2 separate regions of the Cyprinus carpio genome follow, and region 1 is linked to region 2. A link is a contact called in public Hi-C data. All regions are on one chromosome and are shown on one strand. The core of a region is the stretch at or near the end of the contact, and the rest is flanking DNA. Distances in the headings are between cores, read along the strand shown. Region 1 overlaps mtrex (exosome RNA helicase MTR4). Region 2 holds the start of plpp1a (phospholipid phosphatase 1).

Region 1 (2,747 bases), core at 137-2,636, 39 kb after region 2:
GAAAGATATCCATAAGAGTAAAAGTCTTAGCAAGGAGCATTATTAATTATTATAACATTAATACCTGTGTTGAAATCCAGTTTAGCCACCTGCAGTGCATAGGCCTCACATTCTTTCTTACTGAAGCTGAAGATAATCACCGGCTGGAAGTTCCTTTCCATGATCATCTTCACAATCTTAAAGACATTGGATGGACCTAAGAGAAAAAACAAACAGAAGCAATTTTTAATACAGCATTTAGCATGTTCCCAGCATCTAATGCACAGGCAATTCCTCTTTGGCACAAGAGGACCGTGCCAAAAATACAGTATAAATGTGTGAACCTGTGAAATATTATTTTTTTATAAGTTTTAACGTCGTAATAAAATGACTATTTGTTTTTTATTTTTTTAATACAGCTCATAACTCTACAAATGCAGGTGACATTTAAAACGACTTAAATACTACCGCTTTTGTGTGTGTGTGTGTTTATTTTAACTCATTCATTTATCAGTTATCTGTGAATCCCAATTGTAGATACGGCTGACAGCGAAATCCAGGGAGAGGAAGTTCATTTAATTTTTAATAAAGCTCAACTTCAGCATTAGCTTAAAATGCAATGATAGGAAGTTAATTTACTTTTAAATCAGGCTGAGCTTCCCCTTGATTTAAATAACTGAGGATTACGCTTATAGTTTGGGAGCTTTATATCAGCACAAACAATCAACAGCTGACTTTTTGTGCAAAAATGGAAATCAAATTGGTGTAAACAGTTCCATATCGATGACTCAGATCAGTCAATGTGCACAATACACAGCAAATCAATGAGAGTCCATCAAAGGTTGACCATTTCTCTGAACTAGTGACTGAATTGAGGGCTTAGAGCCCATCACTGCACAATCTTACAAAATTTAACCTTAAAATGAACATGGAACAGTTAACAACCCATTGTACTTGCGAAATCTGATATTATTTCCATGTGAAACAGGATATTAAACAAATTAAAATAATAAAATGATGAGTCCAACTTTATTTTATTCATTAGAAATTGAGTGGATCTTGAAAGTGGGCGTCAGATGCTAGAATAGAGCAACTTTTTTTCTTGGAAAAATACTGATTGTGTTATTTTGATTTCATGTTGAGAGTTGAATACTAACCTTTGGTTCCACCCTTTCTGCCTTTGGGGTCCCATTTGCCCCCAGCGTTGCCACTCGAGTCCCCTGCATCCCTCAGGACCTGCATTGCTGTGTTAAAATTGTCTTCTCTGAACTCTCCCTGACAAGAAATACCATTAAAATATGATTACATAACTGCAATGATATTAGGAATATTTTCTTAAACTTGATCAGCTTGTTGCGTTGGTTGTGGCTTGGAAGTTATGCAACACACACACACAGATATTCCAGCTTTCAGAATCTGTGTTGAATTACATCTAGACGTGCCATTCTTGAAATAACAGTTCCAATACTACACCCCTGACAGATAATAGAACACAGATTCCATTCTGTAACACAGAGGAGGGCACACACCCAAGATCATTGGTGTGTGTTTAACCTTCATCTCTGATGACAGAATAAAGGTATTAATGCAGCTTTCCAAAGTATTCAGCTACTTACGTTCTCATCCACAACAAGGTGGAGTCCATCACCCCCTGCTGGAAAGACGTAGTGCTGCAGAGGAGTGGGGCGGTAGTCTGTGTACACCACGTGGCAGGGCTGCAAGTAAACAAGCAACTTCTGTTATGTGCATTTGACAAATTTTCATTAGTTTCTGTTTTCAAATTTCTATTTAGCTGCAATTTATTTTTATTTCAGATTTAGTACTTCTTTCAGTTTAAAAACTGGATGTTAGAACACTGCTAAAGTAGAGGTTAGTGTTTTTGAGCAGGCATTCAAGGCTGTTGTTAGGTGGTTACGAAAGTGTTTGCTAGAGTGATGATGCACCTGTTTGTGAAGGTGACAAATCCACTCGGCAAACTGTCGAGCGTTGGGAATGGTGGCGGACAGGAAGACATGATGCACGTTGTCCGGCAGTAGGATGATGGTTTCCTCCCAGACCACTCCACGCTCTGCAGGTCATGTGACCCAGAAAAACAAACTCAGTGACAGCTAACATACAAAGAACTTATATGCACGTCACAATGGCCACGTACACAACCGCATTTATATATGAGAGTGTAGTCTCAGCCTCAGACGTCACGCCCATGGACCATTGGCTAAACGTCTGATGCATATGAGAAACACTTCAGGAGTGTCGAAGTCGTCGTCGGATTGGTTGAATTCTACAGGATTTCTGCGAGACGTGTGTGTCGCCTTCTTTAATGTTCTGTCCGGAAACAAAGATGCCGTGACGCCAAACCCCTTTATAAAAAGAAGAAAGCCGTAGTTTTTTCTTTTGTGACTGTTAGGGCTTGTGATTATTAACTAAACGCTGGAGTTTCAAAAGTATGTGAAATATTTAAAGTTCGTGGCATAGAATCTTTCAAATACGTCCGAGAGTTTAACACACCGGTCTGTTATTGTGACGACATTTCCACGTGACGCTGAATGAAATGAACTGTGAATGGTTGTTTGACATGTCGGTCAAATAGCCTCATGAGCAGGCCTTGGCCAAAGAAAGCTTCTATGAATTCCAGACCTTCAGCCATCAGTCTGAAGGTCTGGCCATGCGAGACTAATACGAGTGTATCTCCTGAATTGCAGTTCTGTGCATGTACAGAACAGAACGACATTGTAACCACAGCAGCGTTTTTCCATCTTCAGTGTTTG
Region 2 (2,700 bases), core at 49-2,548:
TTTTATTGAAGTTCAGGCAGAATACAAGCCTGTCAGGTATATAAGACTTCAGGGTGCAAAGCACTCTGTTTTGCTGTGTAGAGTAGTTTAATATAATTATTTATTGGGGGACATTATTATTATTTTTATTTTTTGTTTGTTTTTGTTTTTTTTTTACTGCACCCCCAAACCTCAAAGCATGTATGTTTATGTTTATATATATATATATTATATATATATTATATATATATATATATATATATATATATAATATATATATATATATATAGTTTTGGAACGAATTCGCTCTGATTTATTGTAAATGAAAAGTCATTTAGATTTTTAACTTATTTTTATTTTTTTTTAGGACAAAGCAGAATAAAACGAAGGAGAAAAAAACACTGATTTTCATACGTCATTATTTACTAAAAACACCATGGACTACGAATGAAGATTTGTCCAGACTGTACCAGTAGATGGCAGTATTGCATTATTAATATAAATCGTCCTGACCTCTGCACTATTTTGTACCTATTTGGCTTACCATGTACCTATGTACTGTGATTTCTGAACATTTTTAACAATACACTTATTATGTTTACGCTACGTGTACTGCGTTTAAGCTAACTGAGACTTGTTAAAGCACTTATATATCATTGCTCTTTTTTTGTTTTTGATTGCTTCCATTGTCCTCATTTGTAAGTCGCTTTGGATAAAAGCGTCTGCTAAATGACTAAATGTAAATGTAATGTATTATTTTAATTGAATATTTTTTTTACTGATTTAATTAAATTTAACTAATTTAATATATATATATATATATATATATATATATATATATATTATATATATATATATATAATTTTACTGATTTAATATGACAAAGTAAAGATAGATTTAAATTTAAAAGTCATGATAAAGCTGCACGATTTTGATAGGACACTCAAATTGTGTTATGACATTTGAGTATCAATGATCTAAATATAAAACACTATTTTTCCTTTAAAACACTGCTCATTTTGATTTCGCGTATATTTCTGTTATTAAATTATTAAATTATTATTTTTTAAATACTTTAAACATGGTAAATATTAGATCTTACTACTCGCTATATTTTTCACAAGCTTCTGTCTCTAATTAATATTAAAAACTTTTGTTACAATAAATTAATGTGTGTGTGTGTGTGTGTGTGTAATGTATTTTTTTCTCAGCTAGTCATTGACTAGTCATGATATATATGTAATTGTATAGGCGTATGGGGGGCGGGGCTTAGACCGAGAGACGAGCGATTGGCTGAGACGAGCCTCAGCTGTTGCACGTCATGACAGGCAGCAGAAGCGCAGCAGTGTGGAGTCCAAAGACACTCGCGTCTATTTAAAAGCACCGCCGGCTCGTCATCGCTTATTCTTAACCTCATGCGTTGAAATGGTGATCAAATCTAAGGAACTACAACCAAACGGCTCGCTCTGCCTGCTCTCCGGCTGATTATTAGTCGCCATTGCGCAGTCAATGTTATTAAGAGTGTTTGTGCTCGCGTTAGTGCGCGTCGCTGCCGATCATTTCTCTCTCAGTGCACCACTAGAGCTGGACTCTCCGTCACGCTGTTTACACTGAGGACGCCTTAAATTAAGCCTCTATCTCCATAACCGACCCACAGAAGGACACTGACACCATGTTTGAAACCAGAGGAATCCCCTTTATATTGCTTGACATCGCGTGCCTAATACTCGGTAAGCATTATTTTGAGTACGTTAGTCTTGCTTGTATTTCCTGGATGCATTGTCTCGAGTCTTACAGCGAAGTGGGAATAATTTAAATCGTTAGCGCTAATATGTGTTGTACAGATAAGATATATTAATGTAAGATATTATTATATAAATGTACTTAAGACGTGTCAGTTGTTTTAGATGCATGTTGCCATGCACGTTATTGAATTGCATGGGATTCAACATTACAACAATGGTACTGACATATTAACCACATGTGACACCCATAGTGTGCGCCCATAGTGTGCCCCATAGTGTGCGTCATAGTGCGTACTTGCCTTCATCTACACGCCTTATCAGAGTTTTTTTATTATAATAACAGGGTGTTATTTTTTGTGCAGAGTTTTTTTTGTTTTTAAATGTGTCTGGGTGTATGGGGATACCATAGATTGTATAAGGGGGAATACACGTGAAACAGCACTAAAAATCATTCAAAAATCACACGAGAAACCCCACAGCTTTTTTTTAAACCGCAGCCCATGAACTTTACTCTAATACACACACACACACACACACACACACACACAAAAAAGCACTAAAACACACACATATATATAGTAGGTTGGGCTAGGTTGGGCTACTTGTTACAATTTTTTAACCCAGTAAATATTTTATTTAATATTTATAATGTCCGTTTCTGTATAATAACAACATACATTCAACATACACAACATACATTTAAAATGATTGTCTATTAGAAAGATTCATTGAACACACCTGCTGTGACAACATGCCCCAACAGCAGATCCTGTTGTCACACTATATGGGGTATGTTGTCACAATGCAACCTGTCAGACTGAAAAAAAAGATAAAAGGTAACATTTAAAATGATCATGTAACTGACAAATATTATAATCAGTTGTATGATTTTCTGACAAATACATATGACAACTTTCTTGAGGCATTTATGAAAATATCCCACTGTGAAAACTAGCCCCGCTCTCCATTATAATGC

The links. Hi-C and Micro-C count contacts between places; a contact is called where the count stands out from the background.
Region 1: a Hi-C map of liver shows a contact between it and region 2, with 6 times the contacts expected there. The contact joins the enhancer-like site here to the promoter of plpp1a in region 2. A contact is called at or near these places in 5 of 8 Hi-C or Micro-C datasets (liver, red blood cells and skeletal muscle).

Annotation. Positions count from the first base shown.
Region 1 is chrB10:7,364,560-7,367,306 of ASM1834038v1, forward strand. It overlaps mtrex (exosome RNA helicase MTR4), which reads right to left. Exons shown (of 27, transcript XM_042732295.1): 8 at 1,923-2,047; 9 at 1,596-1,694; 10 at 1,137-1,254; 11 at 65-196. Among protein-coding and RNA genes, the nearest start is that of mtrex, 6.4 kb to the right of the region's middle. Within about 2 kb of position 1,387, at least 1 of the 8 cell types and tissues checked has an H3K27ac peak or open chromatin away from gene starts, as enhancers often do. A contact at or near this core is called in liver, where this site is marked.
Region 2 is chrB10:7,325,338-7,328,037 of ASM1834038v1, forward strand. plpp1a (phospholipid phosphatase 1) reads left to right here and starts at 1,299. Exons shown (of 6, transcript XM_042732297.1): 1 at 1,299-1,709. The coding sequence starts at 1,652.